Regions from separate parts of the Solanum lycopersicum genome. Here region 2 is linked to region 1. The links are chromatin contacts, called in public promoter capture Hi-C maps. All regions are on one chromosome and are shown on one strand. Each heading gives the region's core, a stretch centred on a gene start, on an enhancer-like site or on the middle of the called end of the contact. The rest is flanking DNA. Distances are from core to core; before and after follow the strand shown. Region 1 has its middle 9.8 kb from the start of LOC138337745. Region 2 holds the start of LOC101247047 (UDP-glycosyltransferase 74F2).

Region 1 (7,055 bases), core at 66-2,565:
ATGTAAAAGTTCCTCAATAAATATTACGGATTTCAAATAATGATGATTGGGCCGTGCAAAGCACGGGTCCCCTTTCTAGTTTTTCTAGAAATATAGTGCAATAACCCAAGTTAGTCCAGGATTATTATTTCATTTCACATTTTAGTATTATTGCTTCCATCCACTTTTAATTGTTATAGTTCTTTTTGTAAAGTTAAATTATAAAAAAGTTGACTAATATTTACAATGTATGTTTTATCATATTGATATACAAAAAAAATGCAATTTATACTACTTTCTGTATAGTTTTTGAATATTTAAATTTATTGCATAAAATATTGAATTGATGTAATCAAATTTAAATTTTACAATTAGTTAAATTGACTTCGAAAAACTCAATATGACAAATAAAAGTGGACGGAGGAAGTATGAACTAGAATTGATGTGTAATCAACTCTAACACTATGTTTGGATCATTGTTATCCATTGTATTGTATTTGTTTTAGTTAAAAATATATATAATAGTAAAAAATGACTATGTTTCGAAAAAACAATTAATCTTATGAGTTAAGAGAAATCAATTTTCCGAATTAACAGAGTCCCCACTTGATTTTTAGTAAAAATCAAGAAAACTTAAAAATACTTTTCAAAAGATTTAAAACAGATAAAAATAACTTGAGAAGGGTTCGAAGTTCAAATATATATTCTGAGAAGGTGTTAGGCCCTTTTGGATGCCCGCTAACTCACGGTTGACCGACGATTTGACTAAATGATCTTGAATTTTCCAACATTTATCAAATAAAGATTTTTTATCCCTTCTATGACTTAAAATTATTATTATTTTTAATTAATTAGTGAAAATAAAGAGATTACTTTAATCGAGAGTGACTAAAGGTAGTTGATTAGAATTAGAATAATGATAAAATAAAGTTTATGTAATCTATAAAAAATAAATTTTTACATTACTAATTCATCATTTATCATTTAAATTAATTATCTCTTTTTAAGGAAAAATAACTAAGGGGATAACCTAAAGTGATAAACTTAAGGGTTGACAAAAATAAGAAGTAGAAATGAAACCAAGTAAAATTATATGTATACAATTTTTTTAATATATGCATATAAATGAAAATGAATGGCTATGGTTGAGAATCAATTAAATTGAAACCAAAATGTTAGTCAAACATATATAAACAAAGAGAGAAAGAGGGATAGAAAAATTAATTTGGGCTAATCAGCCCAAATCCACAAATCTGATGGGCCTTACTTCTTCCCCTGCCCTAGGTCTAAGTGGGCCTTGACCCTTGCCATTTTCCTTTTTACACATGCACTTAAAATATTGGGCTCATTTGCACTCGAAAATATGTATACAATTCGTGTATACTAATGTATACAAGGCATATCCGACCCATTTGGGCCTTCCAAGACCTGTAATTTTTGTTGAAATTCATTCCCTGTATTTTTTACCTGCATTTTCACGTCTTTGCGCCTATATATTGTATATTTAAATAGTATACCATTGTATATAGTCAGTATATCAGCATGCTTTTGACTTTTCGGGGCTGGGAAATTGAATTTTCAGCAACATGCTACCGCTCTGAATCTGTACATCATTTTTTAGGAGGCTAGACGACTCGATAAGCAAGAGTATTGGGCCTTTATGGCCCAATAGGCAAACGCGAGGAGATGAGATATAACCCATGAGGATTCAGAGGAGATTTCACATGAAAGGGAACAGATGAACAAGAATTAGCAGCTACTCGAAATGGCAAAATAAAGGAAATAACCAACAAAATTCTTAATCCAATCTCGACTAAAACGGGGTTCAATTGATATTAATCGATGAAAACTTGTAATATAACACTAAAAGGGGTGATAGGAATCATATAAACTTGGGTTTAACCATGTCAAACTTTAAAGTATAAAAAAAATCAAAAAACAACAAAACAACAGGTGAACGGTAGCCATTAAACTAATGGATATAAGTGATAAAAATTTGAAAAAAAAAGGGAGCATGTCGCTTGTTGCTGGGAGAAAACTATAGTCAAATGTTGCTGCCAAGAAAAGGCATTTACTGCCCATTATTAAAATACACAACATATAAACAATAAAGAGAGGAAAGTAAGCTTATTTTCCCATTAGAGAGTATCACTTATGCCGACTCCAACTTAACAGATTCCCATACAAAATCATCTGGAACAAAAGCATACAACTAGAGAGAACACCCACGAACTAAATCTTGTAAAGGCAGAAACTCCAGATGGCTTAAGAACTACATATTCTATATCAAAAAGGAAGCTTCATACAAAAAGGTGTTCGGAAGAACTAAATTCCAGCAATGTGGACAAGAAAAAGAAAAAAAATAAACGAAACCATAGAATATGCACAACACAGTAGAACAAATCTTTAGCGCCTAAGGATCATAACAAGACAATGAAAATGATTTTATCGACTAAGAACTCAAAGTTTATCGACTAAGAACTCAAAGGACCAATAAGCTTAGATTTTAGGTAGACGTAATAGCTATAGTCGAAGAAACTGAAAAATACATTTTTAGGACACGGGCAGCCAAAATAATCCCAGCATAAACCTTATACTATAAAGAAACGAATACTCCGTTACCAACTAAAATAAAGGATCAGTGATGATGCTAACATGCTTAACAAATGACTCAACCGACCTAACAAGCACAAAACCAACCATATGCAACATCTGAAATATTCCCATGATGCTTGATCAAAACAAGATACAAAAAAAATAGAAAAATCGATCAAGGGCAGCCATACATCACGTTTAAACTATCAAACTCGACTACATCGACCAACATAATAACAGTATCACATTAAAGCAATAAAGACGAGAAAAATATCCAAATGGAAGATATTACCTTTTTCGGGCAGCGAACTAGGAACAAGGCGAGCAAAGGGGGGCTTGTCTCCACTTCGCAACTTGAATTCGAACAATGATCGAGGATACTAAGCACTATCTTTGACCTAAATAGAGCCAATATGTGTTTTTCGTGTATATTCTTGCCTATTTTCTTCAACTAATATGAGTGTTCTCTGCATAAGAATAATCTTCAGAAAAAAAAAATTCTTCCATAACAAAGGAACTGTAAAGAATATATATAGAGAGGAATTAGGGTTTTGATCAATTGGGGGGGGGGGGGGGGGAATGGATGAAAAATTTGATTCAAGGCCCATGAATTCAAAATTTGAAATCAAAATATTCACCAATTTTGGAAAGACCACCTTTTCTGAAAATTCAACTCATTCCTAAAGAAAGAAAAGTGTGATCAATGCTTGAGATCGACTCACGACATGGAGCAATCTCATCGTCTCAAGGATGATTCTCGCGTGTCTCTAGTGCAGCCGTGAATGTACGAATGAAAGGGACGTTAAGGAAGCCGACAAAAAAGTCGTACCTCCCTTCTGCTGCTTTTTTCGCATGAAGGAGAGAGAGCACGATAGGATCGAGTTGGAAATTGTTGGGCTGCTGCTGAAAGTGCTTTCTGATGGGCTGGGATTATGATGGAAATTACATTGGTTATGCTTTTTCCCTGATTTTGAGTTAAAGTGATGGGCTGGGGCAACTGTTGATAAGTGGGCTGAGGTTTGGAATGGGAGGGAATGAGCTGAACGATTGGAAATTGGCTAGTAAATGGTCCAAAAATTGGTCTTTTAGAATATTACCAATTTAGACAAATTGTAATTGGCCAACTAGATTACAATTTTAAAAAGAGACGAATTAATATAATTCATTAACAAACTTCTTAAGGTTAATAAAATAATTAATTCGAATATAAACTAAAGATTCAAAATATAAGCTTAAAATAATTAACCAAATATTTATATAAAACAAAGTATTACTATCATTATTTTTTTCGATTTTGAATGCTTATAAAATTATAATAGTTATATGAATAATTACATAAAATAACCTGAACGTTAAAATTTTAATTATTATTTATTTTGATTTAAAAAAATGAAATTAATTATTTTAAACCGTTTAAACTCGAGAAGCTCGCTAGCTAATTACTATCTAGATGGATCAAAATTGGGTGTCAACAACTGTTCCTCATTTTACTCGGATTGATGCAAGAAATTTGAGGAGAATGAAATTGACCGATCCAATTTTGAACAACCCCAAATCCATCTGTAGGAAAGGGATTCAGTAGGGATTTTAAGAATTATGGTCGAACCCTGGGTTTCCTACATATCGAAGGTTACATTAGAATAGGTCACTTGTAGTTCGATAAGCTAGATTTAACACACGATTTTAAAGAATTCAAAAGTCATCTCGATACTGAATTATGAAAGGATCGAGATGCTCAAGAATAAGATTTAAGAGCAAATGTTGGAATACAACGAGTTTTGATATTGAGCTCGCCTACATATCCTTAAACCTAGGAATCAGACTGCCTGTAGTTCGACTCAATCGGTTGAGAAAGAAATCTATTATGCTAGATAACCTTTGGTTCTGGAAGAGTGACAAATAGGTCGAGTATGAAAAAGAGGCTTGTAATCTCTTAGCCATGAATGTAGTGCATTTCACACCCATAATTAAGAAATCACACGGACATGAAAAAGAGGCTTGTCCGCACCTATGGTATGTTTTGGAGAATTTGTCCTTTCGGATGCTCTCGACAAAGACTGAGATAAAAATTCTCAGCATAAAAATGCAATTTAAATGGGAGACAGTGTCTTTTACCATGTCAACACTTAAACGTTCTCCTCAACATTGGACGTCAACTCAATTGGTTTGACGTAAAGCAAATAAAGATTATGTTTGGTGTTTGCAATATAATCTTCAATGCACTCTTCATTGGATGTCAAAATAAATAAATCTGATGCAATGCTGATGTTTTCTTCGTTGCTTTCGATGATTCTCTTGGCATTTACTTTTGCCAAATAAAGATGCAGTTGATGTTGAGGGGTAAATATTCCCTTGATATGCATGATTCCTTCTCTGGCGGTACATGATTTCTTGCGGGGCATCAATATCTTCTCGTGATGCGTGATTTCTTGCGAGGCATGAATATCTTCGCGCGATGCGTAAAGTTCTGCCAGTCATGAATATCTTCTCGAAATGCATAATTTCTGCGAGGCATGAAATCTTCTCACGATGCACAACTTTCTGTGAGGCATGAAAAATTTCCGCGATGCATAACTCTCGGCTAGGCATGTATATCTTCTCGCGATGCATGAATATTGACTCGCGATGCACGATCTTCCGCAATGCATGAGTATTGACTTGCGATGTACCGCGACACATGAATAATGACTTGCAATGCATGATCTTTCGCGATGCACAAATTTTGACTCGCGATGCATGAATATTGACTTGCAATGTCTGATCTTCCGCGATGCATGAATATTGACCCGCGATGCACGAATATTGACTCGCGATGCATGATCTTCCGCGATGCATGAATATTGACTCGCGATGCATGATCTTCCGTGACGCATGAATATTGACTCGCGATGCATGATCTTCTGCGATGCATGAATATTGACTCTTGATGTCATCCTTGGTAGCAAATGAGGATAGTGCTTCAATGAAGCAACATAGTTATCTTCTGGGGTGCTCTCTGGATAATCATATCGTCTCCAATGATGATAACGGTAAAATGACTTCCAGATAGTATATCGTCTTGATCAAAAATAAAATAACTGACCCCTCCGGGTAATGCAGAATATCATATCCGACGTTATGATGCAAATGACGTCCTTTGCGGAAATCGTAAACTCTTCCTTGAGATTTTCATTTGATTCACCTTCGAATCTAGCTGGATGTTCTTTATAAATTTCATGTTGTCGGAAATTGATTCAAATAAACAATTCATATTCCCAAGTATCCCACATAAGCGATATAAAATGCTTCCTGCTTCTAGAAAATAATTGATTTTAGGATAGTTTTCTCCTCCTTTGACTTCTCCATATTCATCCACCAGAAGAATTTGCTGATTTCAGAGCAAAGCTATTAACCTGCGTCCACAGAAAAATTGTTAGTTTTAAAAACGAACTAATCTGTGTCAATTTCTTCAGCTATCTGCTTCTTGTCCCGCTATTTTTGGTTGATTTCTCGATCTCCCGACTCTTGATAGATAAGACAAATATTTTATGCCAAAACAAATGGAACATAAAAAAGAAAATTTAAGAGGGATAAATTTTGAGAAATAGTATCTAAAAAAGGTCTCTGCCAAGTCATGTCATATCAGGCTTAACAAACTTCTTAGAGTCTGATACTTGGAGGTCTATCTGATTATTCGTTGGGGAGTTTTCAGAGTCGCACCGGACTTGCAGATAAATCCGTGCTAAAATTTTGAGGCCATCCTCAAAATTTCTGTCCGAGTTAACTGTCTTCCTTATCTTTCCACTGTATCTGAGTAGATCGCGGAATTTTTGAGATATTCTCAAAAATTTTGTCCTAGTTGCAAATCTCGAAATAGCTTCAGTCTTGACTTGCTGAGGAAGAATCTTTTTTTTTTTGAGAATTTTTGAGTCCCTCTCAAAAATTCTGTCCCAGTTTCTATTGTAAAGAGGAATAGAAATCTTATGGGAGATAAGACCGAACCCTTGTGGCGCCTACGTATCTCGTTGAGGCAGGAATCAAGTCAAACGTGGTTCCCCCTCAAAGGTTAACAAAATTAAAAATCTAAAATAAACCGACCGAGGCCGACATAGGTCGCCTACGTATCTCATTCTTAAGAATTTAGGTCGAACGTAATTCGAATACAAGGAAATATAAAAGGGGTAAATAGGGTGACCGAAGCCGACATAGGCCGTCTACGTATCTCATTTTTGAGAATTGAGGTCAGACGTAGTTCATTACAAGAGGGATAAAACTTTAATCAAAACCAACACAAGAAAATAGAATAATGACAAGTAAATGATAGAAACGTATACCAAAGCTTCACATGTAGTATCTCTTGACAGCATCCGAGTTGATTGGTTTTGGCCATGCGGTGCCATCTATCTACGATAGGACCAAAGCACCTCCGGATAATACCTTGCGAATTACGTATGATCCTTGCCAATTTGGCACAAATTTTCCTTTGTATTCATCTTGATGAG
Region 2 (6,255 bases), core at 498-2,997, 44 kb before region 1:
TAAAAAGTATAATAAATTACAATTTTTTACATATTAATTCGATAAAAATATATTTAAAATATTAATTTAAATACTTATAATTTAATTTTAAAAATAAAAATTACGATAAATAATGATAAAAGAAAGGAGTATAATGCAACACTTTACTTTGGAGTTTGGACAGAACAATTTCTTGTGAAATGTGCTTGTCAGTAAATCTTAAAAAGAAATCTACTATTAATATAATGTTATGTGAAGTATCATAATTGCCCTGGACAGAAATAACAAGTCTGTTTGTATTAGTTATCACCATTAATAGAAGGACCAAAATAATTAATTAAAATTAATTAGGATCAAAATCAAAATAAGGCAATAACGAAGAGATTTAAATAATTAATTAAAATTAATTAGGATCAAAATCAAAATAAGGCAATAACGAAGAGATTTAAATAATTAATTAAAATTAATTAGGATCAAAATCAAAATAAGGCAATAACAAAGAGATTTAAGTGGTTGTTTGAATTGATTTATTTTAGGTACTTTTAAGTTAAAATAGTTTTTAAGCAATTTTAAAATTTTTGGATAAACTTAAAAAGTGTTTATAAAAACTTATTTTAATGTCAAAATAATAAAAATAAGTTAAAAATCATGAGTTAAAAATCCTAACTTATTACTTTTTACTTATAAATTATAAGCCAAAACTCAATCCAAACAACTCTAATACAGTTATTTTCCTTTTTTAAAATCTCTTTATTATTGCACCATTCTCAACGCAGTTCATTGTTTTTATATAATCCGTGCAGACCAAGTAATTTTTTGTCGTTATGAGCAAGCAAAATTATACACGAAAGTCCCTCAGATTTGTGGTCAACATTATCATCCTATAAAAGTTGTTTAAAAACATTTATCGACTAATTACGTTCTCTACCTTTTTTTCACTTTTGAGAATCTAATTTTCCATCTCAATCTTTTTATATATTTTTCTTTTAGGTAAGTTATAACTTTCTCTATTTTAAAAAATAATATTTTAATTTAATTTGACATTTAAGAAAACAAAATCAATTTTATGATGTAAAATTAAAGTTATATATATATATATAATCTTAAACATGACATATAAAAAAAATTAGAATTAAAGTTTTAAAAAAAACAGAAGTGGACATTATTAAAAAGGGGAATTAAAATAACCCAGTTCATTCTGTTTTGAATAAAGAAAATAATTATTGTGACTTGTAATAAAATAATAGAGAGAGTTGAAAACATCTTTAAACTAGTGTAATTATTAATTAATCATCAAATTATTGACCTTAAAACCACTCATTACTAGCTCGACTTAAATATACTCCCGTCCTATTAATATCAGTGAAAAACACCCCTAAATTCTCACAAAGTTTAGTTATATTTTAACACTTCTCTCGACTTTTTATTAAGAATCTCATACTCCAATGAGAATTTGAGACTACTTTTTATATCATGTCCTAGATTACAGGTGTGTCTAATTAGTTTCGTTGGTCAAGTAGAGAAATATTTTTAAGACTGTCAATAGATCGAGGATTAGACTAATAATTTACACTAAATTAAAAAATATTTCCATAGTTTTGATATTATATTAATTTTATGTTTAAAAATCATATATGAATTCATGATAACATTAAAAATTTGACTCTCATAATTATATTCAGTATGACAAAAATAAGAGGGAAAAAAATCTTTCTTTATCCTTAGTTCTTTTATTTATATATATATATATATATATATATATATATATATATATATATATATATCGTTTCCTCGATCAAGTGATGAGTAAAGGAAAAACTTAATCAACACAGAGAGAAATAAAGAAAGAAATGGAGGTAATAAAAACCAAAAAATATGGAGGTCATATTTTGGCTCTTCCTTATCCAAGCCAAGGCCATATAAACCCTATGCTTCAATTCTGTAAACGTTTAGTCTCCAAAGGTCTAAAAACCACTTTAGCCATCACAAACTTCATTTCTAGTTCCACACGTCCAAATTCGGGTATCGTCGGTATAGACACCGTCTCCGATGGGTTCGATAAAGGCGGCTACGCTGATGCTGACAGCATAGCCGCCTACCTCGAACGTTTCGAGCAGATAGGCTCGAAATCCCTAGCGGATCTTATCAAGAAATATGAAAAATCGGAGTTTCCTATTACTTGCATCATGTATGATGCTTTCATGCCATGGGCTTTAGACGTAGCTAAAAAGTATGGTTTAATTGGGGCATGTTTTTTTACTCAAGCATGTGCGGTGAACTATATTTACTATTATATTCATCATGGTAAATTAACGTTACCGATATCTTCGACTAACGTGAAAATATCGGGATTATCAGAGCTCGAACTTCGAGATATGCCTTCGTTTATTTACGTACATGGAACGTATCCAGCCTATTTTGAAATGGTGTTGAATCAATTTACTAATGTGGACAAAGCTGATTATGTATTTGTGAACTCATTCTACAAGTTGGAAGCTGAGGTTAGTTTAAAACTTACTCTTTATCGGTAATCCCTATTCCCTAGCAACTAAAACTCTTTATTCGTGTTTTATTTATTTTTTTGATCTATTTAATGAATTTTACTTATGCACCTCTTTTTTTTTTAAGAAAATTTTTAATATTATAGAAAGGAGGTAGCTTTTTTAGTTCAGGTGTTTTGAATTTTAGTAATTATTTTTGTTTAGGTTTTTGATACATGATTTATTCCTATTAGATGTTTTTATTTCTTAGAAAAAATTATCTAAATTCGCATCTTATTTTACCATAATTTCAAAAATTTCCAATCATTTTAAAAAAATCAAAAATCTCTTCTCAGGTACGTTACTCCAATACATCTCTATCCCCTTCTCGAATACATTCCTCCATAATGTATCTGGATATCATATTCCCTCTCTGATACATTCCCCTCTCAGGCACTGACACTATGTATTCGGACGTCTGCTAATGTATGCGAAAGTCTATATCCAAAATCTATAAATTTTAAGAGACTTTCTGTAATTTTGAAAAAAGTAGAAAAATAATATAATTAGTTCTTAACATTATGAGATTTATGTTAAATCATTTTTTTCTTTTAACATAAATATACAGTTCGAGTTAAAATTAACATGGATTCTATGGAACCGTAACTAAAAGGTTGGCTCCACGCCTAGTGGATGCTGAAATTCTATACAAATCCCTAGGAGCTAATTACATCTTATACCTTTTTGTTTTTCAAATTCCCAAAGTTTTTAAAATTTGGTAGAATTCGAATACACCCCAAAATGTTTTGATATATCATGTACGTCCTGATACATTGCGTAAAGTGATGTATCCAATTAAAATATTGCATAAAGTAATGTATCCAAAAATAGAAAAATGTAGGAAGTAAATAGGAACGGAGGGAGTAGTCAATAGAGTAAACAAATCAATATCATCTCTTCTGTAGATAAATTGATTTTATTTTTCATTAATATATTTATTGCAGGTAGCAGACACAATGTCAAAAATCAGCCCATTATCAACCATAGGGCCAACACTACCATCGTTCTATATGGACAATAGAGTTGAAAATGACATTGAGTATGGTCTCAATCTATTCCATGTGGATTCTTCAACATGTATCAACTGGTTAAATACTAAGCCAGAAGGATCAGTTGTTTATGCAGCTTTTGGTAGCATGTCTACTTTTGATGACAAACAAATGGAAGAAATTGCTGAGGGATTAAAAGCAAGTAGTAGCTACTTCTTGTGGGTGGTTAAAATTTCCGAACAATCGAAAATTCCCAAAAAAATCATCAATGAAAATTCTGAGAAAGGACTAATAATAAACTGGAGTCCACAACTACAAGTGTTGTCTAATAAGGCAATTGGTTGTTTTTTCTCACATGGTGGATGGAATTCGACGGTTGAAGCATTGAGCTTTGGAGTGCCAATGGTGGTAATGCCACAATGGACTGATCAAACAACAAATGCAAAATTTGTGCAAGATGTTTGGAGTGTAGGAGTGAGAGTTAAAGTTAATGAAAATGGGATTGTTGGAAGAGAAGAAATTGAGGAATGTGTGAGGACAGTGTTACAAGGAGAGGAAGGGAAAGAAATGAAGAAAAATGCACTCAAATGGAAGGATTTGGCTAAAGAAGCTGTTCAAGAAGGTGGAACATCTGATAAAAATGTTGAAGATTTTGTTTCAAAATGCATTAAACAATTTGTTGATTAGTGATTTAATCATTGCATTCTAGTTTTGGGTTAGAAAACAAGGTGAAGATCCAAATATTTTTATTAAGTATATGGTTTCTCTATGACATGCCTAGCATATTCTGTGTAGTTAGCAATGCATGTTGTATAACCTCAGAAGTTTATGTACTAAGCATGAGAATGATTCAACAAGTTCATTTTGTTGCACAAAGCCTGAGTTAAACATATTAACAGTGATACAATACATAGCACAGAAATGAAAACCACAAATGCAAATGACACTAACAAGTACAGACTTAGAAGTGCAAGATGATACACACACGCTCGACCAAGAAAAGGAGAATTCTTTTACAGCCTTAATCTCCACTGTTTCTCATTAAGACCAATATATTTTTCTCTTTTCCTTGCCCTTCTTGATCACGTGCGGCACCAACCTGCGCTCTTTCTCATTTAACTATGAAACATATACCATAACACAACTAAAGCTTTAGGAAAAGTGTTCATGATTTCAATTCAGGAAAAGGAAGAGTAACATAGCCAAGGATGAACTGCCGATTATCCATTTGTGTGCACCAATAAGAATGCATTTGTAATGCAGCCTGTATTGGCACCGCCACCATGGATAACACAAGTGTGCTGTCAGGTTCCAACATGCAGGAAGTCTTCAGCTTCCTGAATGTGAAAAGGGAAGCCAGAGACTCTGAACTCTGGTTGCTGGAACATGTTGTCACCACTGAAGATACTTGTCACATCAGAACCAGATTGGGTGGAAGTCCCCCAACTACCACTCTCTGAGTGCTGAACCATGGAACTAGATAAGTTGCCACCTGCCTGTCGCTTAAAGATATTTCTGTCGTGCATTGGAGATGAAGGCTTGGATTCCTGCATATTCTTTGTGTTCAAAAAGCGTCCTCCAGAACCCCTAGCTCTCTTCATTGCATGACGATGTCGAGACTCGTGAAGATATGGCTGTCATACAAAAGATGGGATAAGACCACAATTTCATTGTTGGAAAGTGCAAGAGTATTATACTGGATGGAGTACCTTTCTGTCTTTGACAAGCTTATTTTGAGCCTCTAGCTTGGCACGGACCTGTCGCCTTTTGAGAATAGCACTGTATTGTTTCGCATTCACATAAATGGGCAAGCTCTCGGTGCATTCAAGAGGAAGTGCAACTCTAGTAGAGGTGACACCAACCATTTGAGGATAAATCTAGTAAGGCCAACATTGAAAAAGAGTTACATATAAACAGCAACAAATGCATTTCCAAGTGAAACAAATTCTAGTTTTTCTTTTAAGTTGAAGATCAAGGAGCTCCAGAAGAGATCTTCATTTGTAATTAAGATGACAGGATGAATTGCTACTCTCTGCTATTGAATTACTGGCACAAACAACTGCTAATTGCTCGGAAGAGATGGCATAAGTTAGTTGTGGGTTGCATTCAATAGGATTTGCAAATCACAAAGTTCACATGGTATAAGGATGCTGGACATCATCAAAGAGACCTGTATTGGTGCAACATTTCTTTCTCCACAGATAAGATTTGTTTTGGTTTCTTGTGCTTAATAAAGACACTCTTATCTGTTTTGGTGCATCATCTCTCTCAATTTTGTGTCTTACTTTTCCTTTTAAGTCTATTTAAAAAAGAAACGCTGGGTAGATCGTAGATTGCCAGGTATGAATTTGATTCTAAGTCGGAGAATGTTGTTTTTTCTATATTTAGTAAGTTATTGTTGAGTTTGCTTTTAGTTACTGCAGTCATTTTTTAACATAATAAGTTACCTGGCTATAGGATGAATTTGAATTTTTAATATTTGTTAAGTTGTTTTAATTGTTGAGATTATTTTGCAGGTTAAGCTCAACCTGCATCGTCCCTGTCCTACACCGCCTCGTTGTCATCCCTACTTATTATGCTTAATAAAAATAGAGAGATATTTTAGTCAATACTTCTTGTTCCATTTTTAAAGAACACCTAACAGTTTTTTCCAAATAATTCCATTTTTAATGACAAGGGAACACTCAATACTACCCTTCAATTGCTCACAGAGTAAATACTCCACTATGATGACCCACAAACTACAC

The links. Promoter capture Hi-C pulls out the DNA fragments that hold promoters and counts their contacts.
Region 2: a contact with region 1 is called in a promoter capture Hi-C map of leaf, with 2.4 times the contacts expected there. The contact joins the promoter of LOC101247047 here to the enhancer-like site in region 1. A contact is called at or near these places in 1 of 1 promoter capture datasets (leaf), 5 of 8 Hi-C or Micro-C datasets (all in leaf) and 1 of 1 datasets of contacts at active chromatin or transcription factors (leaf).

Annotation. Positions count from the first base shown.
Region 1 is chr8:52,133,146-52,140,200 of SLM_r2.1, reverse strand. No RefSeq gene overlaps it. Among protein-coding and RNA genes, the nearest start is that of LOC138337745, 9.8 kb to the left of the region's middle. Within about 2 kb of position 1,315, at least 2 of the 2 cell types and tissues checked have open chromatin away from gene starts, as enhancers often do. A contact at or near this core is called in leaf, where this site is marked.
Region 2 is chr8:52,178,835-52,185,089 of SLM_r2.1, reverse strand. It overlaps LOC101247047 (UDP-glycosyltransferase 74F2), which reads left to right and starts at 1,747. Exons shown (of 2, transcript XM_004245012.5): 1 at 1,747-2,480; 2 at 3,464-4,384. The coding sequence starts at 1,830. The coding sequence ends at 4,195. It overlaps LOC101246742 (nuclear transcription factor Y subunit A-8), which reads right to left. Exons shown (of 6, transcript XM_004245011.5): 5 at 5,218-5,385; 6 at 4,355-5,142. The coding sequence ends at 4,813.